2 separate regions of the Mus musculus genome follow, and region 2 is linked to region 1. A link is a contact called in public Micro-C data. All regions are on one chromosome and are shown on one strand. The core of a region is the stretch at or near the end of the contact, and the rest is flanking DNA. Distances in the headings are between cores, read along the strand shown.

Evidence for each region. A called contact is a pair of places that touch in the nucleus more often than the background predicts.
Region 2: a contact with region 1 is called in a Micro-C map of embryonic stem cells, with 2.6 times the contacts expected there. The contact joins the enhancer-like site here to the promoter of Elavl3 in region 1. A contact is called at or near these places in 2 of 39 promoter capture datasets (the C10 cell line and HPC-7-derived erythroid cells) and 6 of 484 Hi-C or Micro-C datasets (B cells, CD4 T cells, LSK cells and 2 more).

What each region holds. Positions count from the first base shown.
Region 1 is chr9:22,050,770-22,057,726 of GRCm38.p6, forward strand. It overlaps Elavl3 (ELAV like RNA binding protein 3), which reads right to left and starts at 1,254. Exons shown (of 7, transcript NM_010487.2): 1 at 821-1,254. The coding sequence starts at 829. It overlaps Zfp653 (zinc finger protein 653), which reads right to left. Exons shown (of 9, transcript NM_177318.3): 5 at 6,732-6,909; 6 at 6,518-6,629; 7 at 5,645-5,759; 8 at 5,224-5,323; 9 at 4,642-5,124. The coding sequence ends at 4,947.
Region 2 is chr9:22,323,906-22,330,396 of GRCm38.p6, forward strand. It overlaps the pseudogene Gm6607. Among named protein-coding and RNA genes, the nearest start is that of Zfp810, 20 kb to the left of the region's middle. Within about 2 kb of position 3,401, at least 82 of the 459 cell types and tissues checked have an H3K27ac peak or open chromatin away from gene starts, as enhancers often do. A contact at or near this core is called in embryonic stem cells, where this site is marked.

The DNA.
Region 1 (6,957 bases), core at 4-2,503:
GGCTGCTGAAAGCAACCGTGCGCCGGCCAGGCGGCCCGATTTGCGGGCGCGTTCAAGGTCACCCTGCGGCCCGGAGCCCTGACCGGGGAGGGCGCGTGCAGCAGGCCCTATGGAGTACTGCTGCAGCCCCGGACGCCCTCACCCGGAGGCAGCGGCCGGGGAACGGGGAGCCCCCCTCCCGCACTACCCCCCCCCCCGCAGCCCCAAGGCCCCGCGCGAGGCTACGGCCCGGCGGAGAAACAAAGGGATCACGGCGGCCGCCGCGAGGCCTCAGGGCGCCCCCTCCTCTTCCCCTCCCCGCTTGCCGCAAGGTCGACGGGGTTCGAGGACGAAGATGCCCGCCTTTCGGGTGCGGCTCGGGCTTAGAGCAGCGCGATCCGACGCCACCCGCCTCTCCATCTCCCCTCCCCCCCAAAAAGCTCTCAGAGAAGGCCGAGTGGCATTACCCGGACCAACAGTGGGAGATCGTGGCCCTTGTCCTCCTGGGCGGCCTGCGGGTCTGGGCCTGGGATGCTGGAAGCATCCTCCGCCGCCGCGGCCCCTCCCCCACAGCCTTCCAGTGAGGAGCCACAAGGACCACCGGGTGGCTGAGGGCACCCTGTACACAGCCTGGCTTTCCAAAGCCTCTCGAACCAGGCTCCACTCCCCAAAACTCCGGATGCAGCTCTGGCCACTCTCAGGCCCGAGGCGCGGTACTACCCCCCCCCCTCCCCTAGGCCTAGCTAGGCCTGGTCCTACCCCCCCACTCCCCGCGTTTCCGTGGAGCCAGCCTCCGCCCCTCCCTCCCGTGTTCGTCTCGCGGCGACAAGGGAGTACCTACAGTGACCATTCTTGTGTGCCCGGCGGGCGCGGTCCGTATCGAGGGCGGCTCCGGGGGTCGTGCACTCCTAGGGGGGCGCCTGGTGCTCACGCCGGGGTCCCGCCCGGGCGTCTGCGTCTGCGGCCGCTGCAGAGGAGGAGATGGAGGCGGCGGCGCCTTCGAAGGCCGGGAACTGACCCGAGCCTGGGGATGCGCGCTTCGACGGCCAGACCCCCAGCGGCAGGTGGATGGAGGGAGCGGGCACGCAGTGGAGGGTGCCCGGAGCGCGGCCCCGCCGGGCCTGAAGAAGTCGCTCTTTCTGTGACTGAGATCTCGGCAGCTCTGCCTTCTGCGGCGGGCCCTCAGTTCGGCCTGTCCCGTGCCGGGTGATGGGTCCTCTCCTCTCGCCCGCCCTCCCTCCCTCCCACCGGCCCGCGCTGCGCGCTCCGCGCTCTGGGTCGCACTGCCGCCGCCCCCAGCCCTTTATAGAGGCAGCTGCCAGCGCCGGCGTCGCTCATTGGCTGAGACGGTGGGTCTCCGCCTCCTCCCGGCTCCCGACGGCGCGGCAGGTGGAAGCGAGTGCGGGCCTAGACTCTGCGTGCCAAAAGAGAATAGGATGAGGCATCAGATCTTGGCTCTTTCTTGCCTGCGGACTCTGACTCTAGTCTTGACACCACTCTCGAGTATTACTTTAGCTTTGCCGACAAATTGGGTTCCCCTCTTCAGTCCAGCATCTAACTCTGAAGGGGTAAAAAACAGCCTTTGGTGACCCAAACACAACCAGGGGTGCATGGGTGATGTCTGGGAGGGCTGGGAAAGGGCAAACACTCAGACCCAGACCCGTTCTGCTAGATCCGAAGTGAACAGTTTTTGTTTCCACATGGCCTCTGGTGATATTAGAATACTAGGTGTGGTGAGCCAGGAAGGTAGTTTGAGTCTAGCATGGGCTACACAGCACTTTATGCTGATCTGGGCTACATAGCAAACTTCAGGCTGTTGCGTGCTGCTTAGGAGACCCTGGGTTTTTTTTTTTTTAATTAAAGAACAAAGAAAAGAAAATCTAAACAAACAAACAACAACAACAACAAAAAAACCCAAACCAAACCAACCAACCAACCAAACATAAAACAAAAGTAAGGTGAGCACGATGTAAGGCTAACTTTAGAAGATAGTCAGAGTGATCAAGAGTTCAAAGCCAGCCTGGGTTACATAAGACCGGTTCTCAAAAATAAATAAAATAAAATAAAACAAAACAGAAGGCTGCAGGAAGCTGGAAAGATAGCTCAGCAAGAAAAGGTTCTTGCCATACAGGCCTGGAAATCTGATGTTTGTTTGTTTGTTTTTTGAGACAGGGTTCCTCGGTGTAGCACTGACTGTCCTGGAACGTCCTTGATAGGTCAGAGTGGCCTCCAGCTCAGGTATCCATCTGCCTCTCCCAGGTGTTGGAATGAAAGATATTTGCCACCATGCTAGGTAGCGACCTGAAGTGTGATCCCCTGAACCCATGTAAAGAAAGAAAGAGAGAATCAACTCTACATGGTACACACACACACACACACACACACACACACACACACACACACACGCACATGCACACACACTAATAGTAATAAATTAAAAAAAAATGGGTTGAGGATTGGTTCAGTTACTAGCCCATGAAACCCCAGATCCGATCCCTAGCACCACATAAACAAGCCTGGAATCACAACACTGGGGGTGCTGAGGCAAAAGGGTCAGAATCTTAAAGTCAGGGTCAGTTATGTAGTGAATTCCAGGCCAGCCTAGGCTACATAGACCTTGTAGCAAAATGAACAAAAAACAAAGAAGAACAGCAACAGAAAAAAGAAAGAAAGGAAAAGTGGTGGCGAGGGAAATGATTGAGCGTTTAGGGTGGTCTTTATCATCCTTGGAAGGACACACATTGTGTTGGTTTTAAGTGTGCCAAGTACTCTAGACCTCAGAATGTGGGCGCTAGCACCTTTTCTGTCAGGGGGACATCACACTGCTCCGAAGCAGGTGAAGAGGTTTGTGCTAAAGGTTCGGTATGATAGATCCCCATTAGACTCATACAGCTTAAGAGGTCATAAATAGGTATCCAAACTTGGATAAGCAAGACTTGAGAGTCGTACTGATTGTTTGGCTTTTTGGGCATGTATTTGGTTGTCCTGTGAAAGCACGCTTTTTATTTTTTTATTATTATTTTTTTAATTTTTTAAAGGAGGTTGGAGTGGCAACACCTCCTTTAGTGTTTAGAACATTTGCTGGAGCGGGATTGGGGGAGGGGGGTGGCTCACGCAAGGCTTCAGCACCACAGACAGCGGTCTGACAGGGTGGGAAAGTGGGAAAGCGCTGCTGGGAGCAGCCAGAATCACAAGACCTAGCCTAACCTCAAACTTTTTGTTTTGTTTTGAATTAACATTGTGTGTGTGTGTGTGTGTGTGTGTGTGTGTGTGCGAGAGAGAGAGAGAGAGAGAGAGAGAGAGAGAGAGAGAGAGAGAGAGAGAGAGAGAGAGAGAGAGAGAGAGAGAGAGAACATGCACGTGTGTCATGGTGCATGGGTGTGGGTCAGAGGGCAATTTTCAGGATTTTGGTCTCTTCTTCCAAGATGTAGCGCCCTGGAATCGAACTCAGCCAATCTTGGGGGAAGGGGGTGAAGGTAGACGCCTTTACCCATGAGCTGTCTCAGCAGTCCTATTCTTTTTTTTTTTTTTTTTTTTTTGATTTCTCTGTATAGTTCTGGCTGTCCTGGAACTCACTTTGTAAACCAGGCTGGCCTCGAACCCAGAAATCCGCCTGCCTCTGCCTCCCCTGCCCGGCCCCTATTCTTATTCTTGTATGCCCTTTCAGGATCCGGTTTGTCTAGAGTGCGAATCAACCTGATTTAACCAATCAGAAATGGCTCTCGAGAGACCCAATTGTAAGAAGCTCTGGAGATTGAGCCAATGAGAGGGCGCACGCGCTGGAGAGGGCGGGCTAATCACAGTGATCCACACAGTAGGGGCGATGGCAAAGCAGGCTCCTCCGGGTTTGTAGGGCAACTCGGCTGCGGAAGCAGGACCTCCCCCAAATGATAGCTCACCCCTGACCCCACGTTCCCCTTGGCTGGCAGTCAGTCTCTGCAGCCAGGTTACTCCAGGGGCAAAGGTCCCACCGTGGTTCCCATGGAAACTGCCTGCTCCCACTGCCTGAGTAAGAGAACTGGCTCTTGGAGAGCTTAGACCAGCCCCGTTAATTCTGCACCAGGCTGATGTACCCCCGAGTCCCAAGAGGGAATTGGGTCTTGTTGCCACTCCCTCGGGACCAATCTGCGCGTGGCGCCGCAAGGCTCCCAAGGGCACGTGCCAGAGCTCGCGGCTGTGCTCCCCTGGGTCACGTGTCAGCTACTATTTCGTCCGAATAGACAAACGGCTCGCGCACCACCTGGTGGTGGCACCTACTTCTTCATGAGTCTCCCCGCACGCAGTGGGTCCAAGGCAATTGTTATGCCACGGTGTCCTGTTCCAGGAACACACTGAGTCCTCCCATACAGGGATGGATTCTCTGTCACTCAAGTTTAAGAGCAAAAGCCACCTCCTCAGGGAAGGTTCCTAACCCAACCAATCACTCCATTTTTTGCCTGATGCTGTCTACATTGGAGTTTCCAAATGTTTGTTCAACAGCTTAGCTCCTCCCACAATTCTCTGGGCCAGGAACAAACATTCTGTAAGGGATGGAAGGTGTGGGCATCAGGATTCTAGCCCCCATCCCCTACCCGTGGGAGCAGAGGCTAACAGGAAAGATCCTCGTGTGTTATCCAAAGGTAGCCACTCCCAACTTAGCCTGGGTCAGGAAGAGAGCAGGTTAATTGGTCACAAAGGGATGCCCAGTGCCCACAATTATCCAGGCTTAGGGGAAGGGCAACTCTTTTTTCACTTTAATCTCATTCTGTGCTCTTGACACAGTTCAGCAGTGCAATCCCATGTGCCAGCTCCATGGGTGGGATGTGATGGGGCAGGGTGGGGCACCTGCCCAGGGAAGAGTGGGAATGCCTCCTTCCGGCCTGCGGTTGGGGCAGCCCCTGTGGCTGGCTATCTAGGGCTCTGATCGTCTGGACATAATGTCCAAGAGTACAAATAAATAGAGGCTGAGGTCCATGGGCATGGGCACGTCAGGTAGGTTTGTGGTCCGGGTGGCTTTTGAGCGTGTGGAACTTGACACTGTCCAGCTTCTCGAAGCGCTTCCCGCAGCGATCGCACGTGAAGTTGTACTGCACCTCGGCTGTGTGCTTCTTCATGTGCCAATTGAGCGAAGCACGCTGCCGACACTGGTACCCGCATATCTCGCACCTGCGTAGCAGGAGAGGGGGCCCAAAGGCAGTTCACCGCGGGCTGAGCCTCCCCTGCAACCCGCTCAGGTCACCTCCCTCCCTAGCGCTGGACACTCACTGCAGGGGCGTCTCCCCAGTGTGCGTGCGCCGGTGCACCTCCAGATGGTTCTTCCTCTTGAAAGACTTGCCGCAGGTCTCACAGGTGAACTCGCGGACGCCTGCAGGTGGCAGCGGCCTCAGGACCCCGCCCAGTAGAGGTGGCTACAAGGAGCAAGCTCTCCCCACCCCCACCCGGGCACCAACATCCACTGGAGTGACAGCAGGTAGGAAGAGGGCTTCTGACACAAGGTGTCAACTGCCAAGCTAAAATGAGCTTGCATATGACTCGTGTCGGGACTCAGGACAACTGCACATAAAAACCAGTGCCGGGTATAGGTATAAATGTGGGAGTTCACGGGTACAGCCTAGGCTTCCTGAACGCTGGAATTTACACATGTGCACTACACCTGGCCTATGGGTTCTAGCTGGCAGGGCCTGACCTGAATGGATGATCATGTGGCGTCGCAGGTGGTTGGATAAATAAAACTTCTTGCCACAGCCAGGGTGAGGACACACTTTGGTCTTCCCTTTTCGGTGCACAAGGTTGACGTGGTTCTAGGGGTGAGAGGGGCAGGAGTGGGTGCCATGGGTCCACGGGGGAAGGGGCTGTTAAAGTGGGGAGACATGCAGGTAGCCAGGACATAAGCCATAGCTGGCCTAGACCAGGAAGTGAAAGAGGCATCCTAGTGTCCAGCTTGGACAGGAGTACTGGGGTCAAAAAGCAGTTTTTCCAGTCCTGGCCCAGTTCCAGTTAACCTCGGTAGGCTCCTGCCCAGTACTTGGGAGGAAACCGAGGCTCCAGAGCACAAAGTTGGCTGATGCCTCTCAAGTGCTGGACTGCCCCTGGGAGATTTGAGTCTCTTCTCTCTTTTTTCTTTTTCTTTCTTTAACCCATGAGAACAGCCTAGGTGCTTAAAACATTCTCAGCAAGTTCAAAGGCTTACTGGTGCGGCCTTTTGTGTGAAGTGATGAGGAAACACCACTCTGCCTCTCCCTAGGGTATACTATCCACACTATAGAAGGTGAGCTATGGGGAAAGTTCTAATTATAGAAGAATCTGGCGCTCCCATGGCTAGTGCCTGAGGCCAAGATCAAGAGCGTGACCTGGGAGATGCTGGCCAGATCAGGTTGGCTATACCTATGTCTGCAGACATGGGGTCGAGGAAGTCAGAAGTCAAGCAAGGCCAGCTGTGAAGAAATGGGCTCATGGAGGCAGGCCCTACACCACTGACACCTGGTAGAGCCCTCTACTGCAGCCACATGGCCCAGGCCAGCTGGACCCAACAACAGGCCTGCCTGGGGGGTGGCCTCACCTGGAAGCTGCTGAGAGCCACATACACCTGGCTGCAGCCCTCGTATGGACAGTGGAACATCTCCAGCAGGCCATCAGCATCCATCACACGTGACCGCTTGCTCCGCCGTCTCCTGGAGAGAAGGGGCCTGTGGCATCAGGGTGCCAGTCCCCAGTGGGCTATAACCTGCAGCTGCCCCTTGCCCTTGGTCCCACCCATCCACCCTAGCACCCACTTCTCGGGCTCCTTGGGAATCTCATAGATGATGGCTGACATTTCACTGCTGTCCAATTCTTCTCCATCCACTTCTGCCTCTGCCTCTGCATTCTCAGGCACCGTGGCTGCCAGCTCTGCCAGCTCTGGGGCCACTGAATCCTCTTTCTCCTCCTTGAGCATATACAGGTCCTCCTTCTCTACGGGGTGACACGGGGTGGTGTCTGTGGGGATAAGGCTGTCAAGGA
Region 2 (6,491 bases), core at 2,151-4,650, 280 kb after region 1:
TATGCTTGGCACATGAGATTGGCACTATCAGAAGGTGTGGCCTTGTTGGAGGAAGTGTGTCATTGTATGTGTGGGCTTTGAGGACTCCTATGCTCAGGTTCCACCCAGTACAGAAGAGAGCATCCTCTTGGCTGCCTGAAGATCCTCTTCTTTATGCCCGCCTTTGGATCAAGATGTGGAACCCTTGGCTGCTTCAGTACGGTTTGCCTGTACACTCCTCTGCTTCCTGCCATGATGATAATGGAATGAACCTCTGAAAATTTAAGCCAGCCCCAATCAAATGTTTGCCTTTATAGAATTTGCCACGGTCATGGTGTCTCGTCAAAGCAAATAAACTCTAACCTAACTAGGACAGGGTATAAGGACAAATATTTATCCATTGTTGTTAAGGATTATGCTTTTATGATAGGAATCCTAGAGAATGTATGGCTAGATGGAACATGTCTCAATATCATAAAAGCTATATACAAGCTGGGCGTGGTGGTCTATGAGCTAGAACTGACCTCAAGGTCCCCTTCCTGAAGACCAGCATTCATAGTACCAGGAGGTGCCATGCAAACTTCCAAAACAGGGAGGCAACCAACAGTTTTACCCAGGTATGCCCATGACCCACAGCAATGGCTAACATGGCGCAAGAATCCTGAGGGCGCAGTAGTGGCACATATACCTTGATGGCAACCAATGGCTGTGTAATTGTACACACAACTCTTTGACAAGGATACCTTCACTTGTACTGGAAACCTAGCTAACTACTAAGTGCTGGTGAAACCATGGTTTTTGGAGGAGAATCTACAACCACTAGTTAAGGTTACATGTGATTCTTCAAGGCACATGTTACAGCAGGCAGGTGTAAGCTTTTGCGGTTAGGCTATTATGGGCAATGACCCATTTAGTTTCCACTCTTTCTTCCCTTTTTTTGTTGTTTTGATTTTCCTTCTAGACAGGGTTTCTTTGTGTAGCCCTTGACTGTCTATCCTCCAACAAGCTCTGTAGACTGGGCTAGTCTCAAACTCACAGAGATCTGCCCTCCTATGCCTCACAAGTAGTGGAATTGAAAGTGTGTACCACCACCACTCCGTTCCATGTCTCCCTTTTACAAAGGCTTTGGGCCCTTTCCAGTTATGTCTGACAATAACCAATACAGTGAATCACTAAATAAATCACTTTTTAATAATTGGTCTTTTCTACCATATTCTACTTCAGGAGCAAGTGTGGAGGCCAGGGAACAACTAGAGGGGTTCTCTTCTTCCACTGTCTTGGTCCCACAGATTAAACTCAGGTTGCTAGGGTTGCCGTCAGGCACCTTGGCTTGCTGAGCCAGCCCAAGATACATTTCTCACCAAGTTTTACTCTTTAACTACTTTAAATGTGTAGAAAAGCATTATTAATAATAAGTGCTATAATTCCATATAGAATTTTCAACATTTAAAATATGAAAGTTTCTTATATATTTTACTCAAAAAAATAAAATACATTATTATACAACTGTGTGAGAAAACGGAATAGAGGAGAGCAAGTAAGTCTATAGGCTTTGCTCATTCACTTTAAAAGTTTCCACTTTCGGGCTGGAGAGATGGCTCAGCGGTTAAGAGCAGTGACTGCTCTTCCAGAGGTCCTGAGTTCAAATCCCAGCAACCACATGGTGGCTCATAACCATCCATAATGAGATCTGATGCCCTCTTTTCTGGTGTGTACTTACATATAATAAATAAATAAATATTTAAAAAAATAAAAATTTCCACTTTCAATTATGCATACCTGAGGATCGATTCCCCTGGAGCTGGAGATAGGTTGTGAGCTACCTCATGTGGGTGTTACGACTTGAACTCAGGACTCTGCAAGAGCAGTATGTGTTCTTAACCACTGAGCCACCTCTCTATCACCATCCATGTCATTTTTAAATAGATGTTGGGACAGTCAAATCGCAACTGTACTTAAATTCTTTTTAGTTTGGTCAAAAAAATTAACATTTAAATATGGGGAACATGAAGTGTTAATCTTCCCCAAATGATGAGATTACAGCTACATGAATTATGTTGAACTGTGAAAATCCTTATTAGCTCTTTTGACAGAGGCTTTCGGTCTCTAGCCCAGGCTGCCCTCTGACACACTGGCTGTCTCAGCAACCACACACTTAGACTGATGTGAAATTCCATTATCAAAATGAAAATCAGAGAGGTAGTAGATTGCCTCTTAGGGCTTAGTCTCTTGACAGTATAAATTCTTTTAGGAATTAGAGATCTCTGACTAGAGGCCTTTGCAGTCTCCTTACCAGCTGAGGTTGGTGATCCCTGACTGTCTCATGGAACAGTTGTGCAATTTCCCACACTGCAATTCCCCTGCCTCAAGCTGGTTCCTACCATTTTATGGACCTGGAAGAGGAGGGCCTACAGAGCCTTCCACACCTGCTTGGCCCTCATGACTCCTAACTCTGGGTATCCAGTTCTTAGTAAAGGGTGGCGGCCGAGTTCTGGTCTATGCCTCTTTCTTACCCGGCACCCCACATTCACCTCCCGCCCTACAGCCCCCCTTCATCAGTATTTTGGAGGTTCCCTTTCCTTTTGGTTCTCTCAGCCCCGTATCAGCAATTTCTCCTTCCAGACACATCCTTCCTTCACTGTTTGGCCTGTAAACTCCAGATAGACCCCCCTGTTAGCATTCTGTCTAAACTTGCCCCACACTTACCTGGCAATAGCCAGGTATGCTCCTCCCCAGTTACCTGACAACAGCTGTCCCACTATGAAAGGGGCTGCTTGCCCCTCCTCTCTCTCTTACCCCTGCTTTTTTCTCTCTTGCCCTCCTGTGTTCTTCCCTTCCCCTCACTCCACATGGTCATGGCCAGCCTCTACTTCTCTACTCTCTCCCTCTCGCTGCCTTTCTTTGCCTCTACTACTCTCTTAATTCCCCTCCCCATGCCCTGAATAAACTCTATTCTATACAATACCAGTTGTGTGGCTGGTCCTTCCGGGAGGGGGATGCCTTGGCATGGGCCGGCTGAGGCATCCCCTTCCCCCATACCTCACCACACCCCCATAGAACATATCTTAATTCTTCTTTACCTTTTTATAATCACAGCATTGGTGCCGAGACTTGGATCTAGAAACTCTGCAGTTTGCATCCCATTTCAGCCACCACAAGAGATCCACACTCACTGGTAACCCCCTCCCCCCCCCATCCCCCACTGGTCAGAGCAAACCCGTCATGGTCCCAGGGGGAGAGTTCTTGAGCTCAGAGCTACGCCTCTGCTGCCCTGACCCCCATTTTAGGACTTTGCCCCTTGTGTGAGATTTCCCTCTCCTTGGAGACAGTTTCTTTCTCAGAAATTCCCAGCCAAGGTGAACTGGTCTCTGGCTCAAGAGCACAGGCTCTGAGCCTTGGCTCCCGGCCCACAGGTGATGACCTGGCAGTCTGGCCTGTGCTAGAATCTCTCTCGGGTTATTAATGCCCTCAGGACGCTGGTAGTAGCAGTTAATAATGCTATTCTCTCGCCCAGGGGTCACTCTTCGCCACCTCTGTCCCTATTTAATGGGACGTCTTGGTCTAAAATAATATGTCTACATCCCCGCTAAACTAGCACTTTCTCGCTAAAGACCTGTAGCTCAGACTTTCCCCTCGCCCCAGCCCTCAGTTGCTGGCTCTCACTCCCACTGTGGCAGCAGGTTCTGCCGGTTCAAGCGGGTCTGGCTCTGGCCCCCTGCCAGGGACTCTGCTGCCCTTCCCCTCTTCTTGCTCTCTGCGACAGTCTCACCCGGACTGGCAGTTGCACTCGGCTCTCTCAGCCTGCGTGCACTCTGCTGGTCTCTGCCTTCCTCACTCGTGGCCTGCTGCACACCAGTTAGGGACCCTACTTGCTGTCCTCCCCACTCTGCTCCTTTACTCTCAGTTCGTGGTGGGAAAAGCCCGTTGCTTCCTGCCAGAGGTCCCGTCTGTGAGACTTGCTGTCCCATGTGCACAACCACCTGCTGGCCCCTGCCAAAGCCGTTTTCCTGCACACGCGAGCCCCTTTCTCCCTTCCTCTTTCCCTCTCTGTCTAGGACTTATAAAGGCTAGCGGTGGGGTGCACCCCAACTACGTTGCTACGACACGCTCTTTCAGGAGCTGCCTTTCCCCGCCCACTGTGGACTCTGGGCCGTGACTTCTGGCTGCTGGTAGGAATCCCCGCCCCTCAAAGGCACAGACTCACAGGCCTGACCTGCGGTGCCTCTGCCTCAACTGCCACTGGCCCATTGCACAGTTCTGCCCCAACCCACCGGCCCGGGGAGCCACAGGTCTGCCGGCCTTGCTGTGCAGCTACAGCCACCATGGCTTAACGCCCCAGCCAGCGATATGTGGGCCACTGTGCAGCTACAGCCACCAACGCCAAGGCCCTGCCACCCAGAACCACTGCCACCTACTGGCTGCTGTGAGACTCACAGACCTCTACCACGGGAACTGCTGCCATCCAGCCTCCGCCATGTGGGCTATGCAGCACAAACGGCCCAAGCACTTATCTATCCATGCTCCCACACCCCTGGCCTGTTGTCATGGCCTGAACCTGCCTGGACAAACTCATTTCTGTCACCACCATCTTATGCCACTGTGCCAGCTTTCTTATTCTAGTCCTAGCCAAATATTCCTTTGCTAATACAAAATATACTTTACCTACACAACCTGTCAAAGTTACCTAAAGTTATCATTCCTATCCTGTCTGAATATATTTACTACTGTCTTAGTCAGGCTTCCTATTCCTGCACAAACATCATGACCAAGAAGCACTTGGGGAGGAAAGGGTTTATTTAGCTTACTCTTCCACATTGCTGTTCATCACCAAAGAAAGGCAGGACTGGAACTCAAGCAGGTCAGAAAGCAGGAGCTGATGTAGAGGCCATGGAGGGATGTTCTTTACTGGCTTGCTTCCCCTGGCTTGCTCAGCCTGCTCTCTTATAGAACCAAGACTACCAGCCCAAGAGTGTTACCACCCACAAGGGGCCTTTCCCCCTTGATCACTAATTGAGAAAATGCCTTACAGTTGGATCTCATGGAGGCATTTCCTCAACTGAAGCTCCTTTCTCTGTGATAACTCCAGCTGTGTCAAGTTGACACAAAACTAGCCAGTACACTCATGTTATCGATTTAACTGATAAGCTATAGGAAACCCACTCAGATCTGCCTCTCATGGACCAAATAGGCTCCATCCAGACAAGTACATCTGCCTAACCTATTCCAGAGGATGAGATTCCCCTGGGTTTCAAATGTACATCTTAAGAAAAAAAAATTCTTTCTTCCAAAAGTACTTAATCTCTCTCTATAATAAATATATTGTGTTTGAGCATCTTGTCAAGTCCAGGCGCTCACTACATCCAGGACAGCTCCAGAGAAGCAGCCTCCAGATGCTCCATCTCCTGTCTCAGACACAGACGCTTCTCCTGGACCTGTTCCTTCTGACCCGTCCTCAGATGGCTCCACAGACCCTGGACAAGGAAGCAGCCCACTCTCCTGAGACTGGGCAAACATCCCCACATCCATCCCTCTAGGTTCCCGAGAGACAACGTCACCCCAGTGTCAGCAGGAAGCAGCCAGATATCACAACGACCCTATTTCCGCTTTGCCATCACATCTTTCTAATCTTTCTTTTTTAGTTAAACCAAAATGGGGAGAATGTTAGCACTCTGTCTAAATTCCCCCTCCCTTCCCCCCTCTCTCCACGTGGACATGGTCAGCCTCCACTTCTCTACTCTCTCCCTCTCTCTGCCTTTCTCTGCCTCTACTAGCCTCTTAACTCCCCTCCCTATGCCCTGAATAAGCTCTATTCTATACTACACTGTCATGTGGCTGGTCCCTCAGGGGAGGGGGATGCCTTGGCATGGGCCCGTTGAGGCACTCCTTCCCCCACACCTCACCACACCCCCACAGAACATATTCATAGACCTCTTTATCTTTTTATAACCACAACATCCCAACCACACGGTCCCACAGCCAGTTCTGCACTTGGCTCACTGTTTACTCAATTCTTCATTCTGACTTGACTCATTTTTAAAGTTTTCCCAAGTCCATTACAAAATATCCAATGCAAATATTCAATACAATGAAAATATTCTCAAAACCATATGAGCTAGCCCAGAAGTACAGCCTAGTATCAATGCAAATCCCTCCCCTTCCCCATTGAGAACTAAGGTGGTCCTTCCATATTTTCATCAACTGTCAATGTAACTGTATACTGCACTTTCATGTGGACAGCACATCCCAATTTTTTTTTTTTAATTGAACAAGTCGATTTATTCAGTTGTGTTAGGCATTTGCAATGGTGACTTCAACCTCAGCTCCTGGCTCAATACTGATGGAAGAAATCTGCTTAACAATCTCAGTAGGACTATGTAAATCATAGTCGCTTGTGGATCCTCATCTGGAAACGATCCCATGTCTTGGAACCTTCACCACAAGGTGTTTTTCTGGCAGTGATTCTCAAAGTCTTGGTAGGTGTGCACACCGGTCCTTTCACTTTCAGATTCTTT